Regions from separate parts of the Danio rerio genome. Here region 1 is linked to region 2. A link is a contact called in public Hi-C data. All regions are on one chromosome and are shown on one strand. Each heading gives the region's core, a stretch centred on a gene start, on an enhancer-like site or on the middle of the called end of the contact. The rest is flanking DNA. Distances are from core to core; before and after follow the strand shown. Region 1 holds the start of pcgf1 (polycomb group ring finger 1). Region 2 holds the start of ap1ar (adaptor related protein complex 1 associated regulatory protein).

Region 1 (3,911 bases), core at 503-3,002, 610 kb before region 2:
TTTTTAGTCATATCACACATTAAAGTAAATTTTAGTGTACACAACAATCTCTGGACTTGCTGCATCACAAATACCAAAATGTTAAGAATTTATAAAAATTAATCACTTTCTGGTCATCTGATATTAAGCATGGATATATATATTCATGATTTTCGAAAGTATTACATCACTTTGTAAACATTTATTATTATCATTTAATAAATCTCCCCATACAGTTTGATATAGCGCTTGGACCTGGAAGCCGCTCCACGTCGACCTCGTCACACTTATACACAAGTAGATAGGGCTGGGCTGATAATCATTTATTATACAATATAAATATTATAATGATATATATAAATATTATAATGATATATATAAATATAAATAAATATATATATATATATATATATATATATATATATATATATATATATATAAATATTATAATGATTATATATATATATATATATATATATATATATATATATATATATATATATATATATATATATATATATATATACATACTGGGGGGGTATACGTCGCCCTCCCTTTTAGAGACAGACCATTTAGAAACAGGTGATTAAGAATGTAAACTTTTGGATTTCTTTTTTGAACTGTTAAACAAAGTGAAAAATAAAATAAAGTGTTGTTGTGCTGCTGATTATTGATGCTGATAATGGTAAATTATTGTCACATAATAATTGGTCAGACCTGAAAAAAAAACAAACTGCCAAAGTTCATTCATTTTCTTTTCCGCTTAGTCTCTATTAATCTGGCGTCGCCACAGCAGAATGAACCGCCAAACTATCCAGCATATGTTTTCCACGGCGGATGTCCTTCCAGCAGCAACCCATCACCGGGAAACATCCATACACACTCAATCACACACTACGGAAACTTAGCTTAACCAATACACCAATAGCGCATGTCTTTGGACTTGAAACTGAAGTACCCGGAGGAAACCCACTAGAACACAGGGAGAACATGCAGACTCCAAACAGAAATGCCAACTGACCCAGCAGAGAGTCTAACCAGTGACCTTCTTGCTGTGAGGCGATTGTGCCACCCACTGAGCCACTGTGTTGCCTGACTGCCAAAGTTATAACAAATAAAAACCATAAGGAAGAAAAGGTGTTTGTAATTGGTCAAACTCAACCAAAGGGGCAAGAATCTTTACAAAATTCATGCTTGTTTTTATAATTTCCAGCAAAATAAGTGAAATATTAGGCTGCTATTTTAATTAATACTGCTCATGCATATCTTTTAGCACTTATTCGATTCATTTTGTCAAAAAATTGACTGCTTACTAGAACAAATACACAGTTGTTTTACATCATTTAAATAAAAATCCTCATTTCACTCAGATTTAACAGCAACAAAGTGACATAATTATAATAATGCAATATTATGGTTTTAAGAAACAAGCTATAAGAGGAGGAAAATCATCTCAAATGGTTTTAGTATCAAGTCTTCAACCAAAAAAAAAGGTTCATGTTAAAAAAAATTAAGTGCTCATAATGGGTTTTTCAATGGCAGATTCGCAATTTATTCACTTTAATTTACTTTAATATCTAATTTAGTTAACCTCCGTTTAAATTCCGTCTGAAATCTGTTCCTGACAGTGGGAAGCCTATTACGCTGTCAACTACCACTTTCACAATTATGTTACTGTGAGTTGCAGCTTTCGAAAGACCCGGTGATAATGTCAGCGTGGGATGGAAATGATTGTGTGTGGAAGAACCAGCAGGTCCCCCCGCCTCTCAGCGACCGAACTCACCCACTCTCCCGTTACCCGGAAGTATGCAGAATTCCCAAAGATGGCGGAGCAAGGTCCGATGGCGATAGCTATGCGGCTAAGAAATCAGCTGCAGAACGTCTACAAGCTCGACCCTCTAAGAAACGAGGTGAGTGAAAGAAACAAAAATCGCTTCAGCGTCCCGTTCATCGCCGCTCTCCACCCGCGTGTGCTGTAAACGCGCGTGAGAGGAGCGATAATCTGTGTGGCGCGAAAGCCGAGAGATGGAGCGCGAGCCCGAGCTGCGTGTCTGCGCAGGCGTGAGTGTTGCGAAGAATCAATCCACTGTGTCTAGCGATTGTGTTTTTGTTCTCCGTGGCGAGGCTTTTCTTGTCAGATCTGGTCCAGGTCGAAGCTCGTGCCCTGTAGTTTGTCCCAACTCCAAAACTGAACACGCTGATAAAACTCTGCACTAATATAACGGTCACCCTGCATGTCTCGTGTTGCGATCTGATGTCCCACATGTTTATTAATGCGCACTGGCTCTTACGAGCGAACAAGTGCATCGATATGATATAATGCAACGTGCTTTAACTGTAGCGCGTGCCCGTGTTGACGGGATATGCGTTCACTTCAGAATCCAGTCATGGGACGTAATGTGACCCCTAAGGTGCATTTGTGTGTCTTGGCGTTTTCTTACCTCGACATCGATTCCATGTTTAATTCAGTAGCTTGTGGTGCTGGCAGTGATTGATACTAAACCCGCACTCGCGGAGATACTTTGGTGGTTCGTTTAACCAATGGCAGGTTTGTTTACAATTTTGACACCTGACTTGCTGAAAACTGAAGCGCGCTCCAAGTGAAATGAGCGTGCGTGTGATAGTTGTACGCAACAGAATTCGCTTTTGTAACTCACACAGTTGTCAGGGGTGGCTTTTAAGTCTTAAAAAAACATACTTAATCATTTAGCTTTAAGTTAATTAAGCAATTGTTACAGTTGAAATTGCTTTGGTCATATCTAGTTTGCCTTTCACTTTTAAGCAGTCATGCAGTTTGACTGTTCAGTCAAAAATAGTTTTTTTACTGACTCTCTGACCATTCAAGGTCACTTTTTTTCTCTCAGTAGGATATTAAACAAATAGAGGTAAAGTTGGTTTTATATTCGGATATTCAGACTTTCTCTTAAATAACATAATTTCAGAAAAGTATTATTTGCAAATTCTAAATGGGACAATCATATTAGCAGCAAATGACGATCAAAGTACAATATTGTTCACAGTGAATTAGATAGTGTTAATGTTGTTTGAAGTCATACTTGCATGCTAATTCCAATCGAATATTCAAAGTAACATAATAAACAGTATAGGGACTTCTAAATGAAAGAATGTGCGAATATAAAACCAACTTTACCTCTATATTAAACAAGAATCTCTGCTGAAACTGTGATCCTTCGTGATTTATAAAGCTCAAGTAAACAGTCTTTGGCTCCTGGAGAGTCAAAAATATGAGCAATTCCAGCGTTATGGATGTGACATTTGCAGTAAAAACTTATAACATAAATTTGCATAGAAAGTATACCTTAACATTATATTGAAACTTGTGTTTATCTTTTCCAAAAAACTGACCACAGAGTCATGAGATCAGAAAAATATCAGTCTGTAAACATGTTTTGTACTTTATATGAGGAAAATAAAGATGCGTTATGGATGTGACAAAAAAGTCAGCAGGTTTGCAGTACACATACTTTGTAGAAATTCTGTGAATTAAACTGCACTACGCAAAAGAAATGATGTTAATCAAAAGGATAAGAGTTGGCTCTCTATAGAACAAACATAATTTATTTTATTTTATTTAAGATTTTCACATTTATGAGGAAACAGTGTCGTCATGGACTTGACACCTCTCTGTTATGGATGTGACAGATGTGAAATTGCCACTTGTGTGTCTTTAGTAAATCAAATATAATAGTTTTAAAACATTGATGGATGCATTTTTGAGTATTTCTAAAGTACTGTAAAATACTTGCTTACACAAAACCCCAAGAAACAGTTACCGTATTTTGGTGACAACTTAATTTTTTTCATGGAAAGGTTGACATTTGCACGAAATTGCTCATATATAGACAAAATAAAAATGAACTCCTTTGACTCCTGTCAACATTGAGGACTTGAAGAAAGTGTCGGCCTGTCCG
Region 2 (3,966 bases), core at 538-3,037:
ATTTCTCTACAATTTAAGCTTATAATGCAGAATTCTGGCCAACATTTTTTTAATAAATTGATTGATTCAATAGATAGACTTTTATAAAACCTGACAACTGAAATGAGGCTATGTATGAGAAAGTCTGACCTCTCTAATTTATATTTGGTCACAATGTCAGTGGGTGTCAAAATTAAAGTGATGTATCTATTTATTTATGTTTTCAAAGTTAGTTTTATCACAATTATATATTTTTTTTAAATTATCAGTTGTATCTAAAGAAAAGTTATGCTGAATTAAATGTTTATGTACACAATTATGTTTGTCTTTTGACACATTATTTAAAATATTTGTCTAAAAAAATAGATATTAATTTCCTTTTTTTGGTGAGGCCATTGAAAAATTTAGCAGGGCAAGTAAAAATCTGAACCACTGGCCTGATCGGGCCAGTTAAAAATCCTTAGCGTTGAACCCTGTTATATCTTTGCAAATAAACTATGATGGTTGTACCTCAATAGTAAAGTGTTCCCCAGCTGTGTTACTTCTGAAGTACTTTGACCTATTGACAGAAACATATATAAATGAATCATCAAGTCTGACTGATACCATGAGAGATGCATTGTTACGAATAAAACATGATTTAAGCAACAGCAAAATGTAATATCACCATCTCAAAAAAAAAAAAAAAATCTGAGCTTCTATTCTGATAAGCACCAAATATGGACTTTTCTTTTTTAAAAATAGTCATCTTTTCACAGAGAGCACAGATACTAGTGGATATTATTTTATTAATGATTGTGTATTATATATGAATTTAGCAAAGATAGATAAACAAAACATGATTGCCCAAGGATGATGTCCCAGGGCGGATTCACATAATGACTCTGGGCGGGGTCCTGAGATTACACATCAACTAATGCGGAAACAAGAGTAAGCATGAATCGTTCAAGCGAATCGGCTTATTCGAACAATTCTTTCGAATGATTGCTCCAAAGTGCGAAATAAAATTGCAGTGTTTATATTATGTTGTATACATAATCATACATAAATATTTAACAGCACATTTTACCGCAAAACACGAGTCACATTAAAAAAAAAAAAAAAAGTTATCTCTAATAACGAACGTGTTGCGAATCGATTCATTTGAATCATTTATAAAAAAGAACGATTCATTCGCAAAACCTTAGCTACTGGAACATTTATCAGCCACCTAAACTGGTTAATGTAACTTTAGTGTTACATTAACTTACATTTTAAGTAAATTTCAGTGTAGATAATATCCACAGATTGTCCAACTGATGAAATCCACCTGACAGCCGGCGAATCATTGAGGGGACGTACGTTCAAGTTAACTGTGAGAACTCTGTATTTTGATAGTCATTAGCTGCTAATGTGATTTACCAATTTAGAGTTTGCAAAGAGCACTTTTCTGATATCATATTATTAAGGAGAGAGTCCACATGCCCTAATATAAAACCAGTTTTACTCCAACCGGCGAATGATGTTTTCGTCACAGATAACCTTTCAATAAAATCACATCACAAGTCCCATGAATGGCTCACCCTCCTCCTCTCTGTATCCTGTTGGCTTCTCTCCTAAAGAGCCCGAAACAGTGAGCCCAGCAGTTCCCCATGGCACACACGGATCAGGTGTTTGTTTCAGCTACTCCTCCATTGCTGGTCTCCGGCTTCTTCAGGCACTTTAATCACCGGGCACGAGGATTTTACCGCACGTTGCATGACTGCATGAGCGCGGGCACGCCGCCGGTTCGCGCAGGTAAATCACCTGCGGACACTGCACTCATCGCCCGACAGTCGCATTCTCAGCTCCGGCCTAAAAACACCTCTATTGTTTCTTCTTCCTGACAAATCGGACATGTGATTAATGTTTAAACTACGGCGAGTCGCGAGGCTCAAATACTGCAATGACTTTTTAGAGGCACTGAGGGGCGCCAGAGATCATTCGTACTTCAAATCACCATGGTAACCACAGTTTGCCCCAATAAATCATAGTTAGGCTGCTGCAGCAATAATGCAAGACTATAATAGTTATTGCAGGTTTTTTTCTTCCTGAGCAAAAAAAATAATAATGACTATCATACATTTTTATTTTGACACCCACTAAAATGGCATTCAATGTAACAGTTTTATGTGGCAAAAAATATGCCAGGCATATTTAGAGTAGGAATTGTGTGTTGGCATATTATATCACAGCACCAACATACTGAATCATTGAATTTTATATTGAATCGTTGAATATATATACTGGGCTTCCTCAGGGTGCTCCGGTTTCCAAAAGACATGCAAAGACATATAGTAGATTTCTTTAATCTCAACAGCCTTTTTAAAATAACTTTAACCCATTGAAAAGAAAAGGTGTATAATAATGTCATAATAAATAAAATATATAGCACATAATTATTTTGTTGTAGTTTCCAGCATTCGTGTGCTGTGGGTAAAAGGTATGTTTCAATCCGGCTACCCCTGCTGAAAAATCCAGCTTAAACCAGCCTAGGCTGATTGGCTGGTTTTAGCTGGTTGACCAGCCTGGTTTTAGAGAGGTTTTGACCATTTCCAGGCTAAATGACCAGCTAAATCCAGCTAAAAACAGCTTGACCATCCTGGTTTAGGCTGGACATAGCTGGTTTTGGCTGGGCTCCCATCCTGACCAGCTAAGACCAGGCTGGAAATGGCCAAAACCCCTCTAAAACCACCCTGGTCAACCAGCTTAACCCAGACAACCAGCCTAGGCTGGTTTAAGCAGTTTTTTTTCAGTAGGGCACCACAAGTATATTTCAAACCTGTGGGAAGCGCTGACATATATATGAGCAATATCACACGAGTAGCAGTGCGATATGGCTGTATATCAGCATTGGTGGGAGGCGTGCGATGGCACGTGGCCGCAGGCACTGCTATGAGTGTAATATTGCGTTTATAAAACAGTTTGACGGCATAATTGTGTATATAAAAACAAAATCAAACATGGAGAGTTTCAAAAACCCTTTTGTATGAGGAACTACTTTCTTCCACATTGGATTCAAATCATAAGCTGACAGTTAAACAGTTGAGCAAGCATCTTTTAAATTTTAGATCTGTAGTGTCTGCTTTTTGCTGGCTGTATGTGCGCGGAGTAATTCACAAAGGGTAAAGAGGCTGTAGGAGTTCTGATATTGCAGAATATCGCACGTCTATCAGCCAATCAGATTTGAGAACCAGACAACTGTTGTATATATATATATATATATATATATATATATATATATATATATATATATATATATATATTTATATATATATTTTAATGTAGATTAATCTCGGAATTAATCTAGATTAAAATGGCTCATTGGAATTCTGCCGTAGGCATTCAGAATACGTGTGCTGCCCAAATAATAAGTCTTTTGAAAACGGGTTTTTCAAGCCAGGTGGCGCATTAGACCAGGGGCTCATCTCCTGTTTCCAAAATGCATCACAAACTGCTTGAGGAACTGTTCTACTATGATAATTGGTGATGAAAAAAAGATTTACTTGACCTTGTCTACATGCCTAAATGCATTGAGTTGCTGCTGCGTGATTGGCTGATTAGAAACAAAGAGACTTGTTAAAAACAAAGTGACTTTTATTGACATGTTAGTAGTTAAAACAATATAAGGTATAAGAAATAATATATGTAGAAATAAGCCTGTCGAACACGCTCTCTGTCCTCGTGGTCTCCCGAGTTCGTTCTTCCGAGGTGACTTAGCAAGACTGGTCTCCACAAGAACGCAAGTCCGTTCTCTGCGTTCTTGGAATTGAGAAACAGCCAATATGCCACTTTAAACTATTAAAATGTTGATAAAAGTAACTTTTTTTTAAACTTCTCAAGGTTAAAAGTTGTTGGAACAAAGATTAAGATCCCATAGCACAATTCAAAGCATCAATAAAGATGGAAAATCTTTTACAGTGCATAGGTGTCCAACATCTAATGGTTCCTTGGCTACCTGACTCCTAC

The links. Hi-C and Micro-C count contacts between places; a contact is called where the count stands out from the background.
Region 1: a contact with region 2 is called in a Hi-C map of an unstated tissue, with 5 times the contacts expected there. The contact joins the promoter of pcgf1 here to the promoter of ap1ar in region 2. A contact is called at or near these places in 1 of 18 Hi-C or Micro-C datasets (an unstated tissue) and 1 of 4 datasets of contacts at active chromatin or transcription factors (embryo).

Annotation. Positions count from the first base shown.
Region 1 is chr14:5,934,910-5,938,820 of GRCz12tu, reverse strand. pcgf1 (polycomb group ring finger 1) reads left to right here and starts at 1,752. Exons shown (of 9, transcript NM_001007158.2): 1 at 1,752-1,889. The coding sequence starts at 1,803.
Region 2 is chr14:5,329,413-5,333,378 of GRCz12tu, reverse strand. ap1ar (adaptor related protein complex 1 associated regulatory protein) reads right to left here and starts at 1,787. Exons shown (of 10, transcript NM_001301369.1): 1 at 1,542-1,787; 2 at 490-538. The coding sequence starts at 1,612.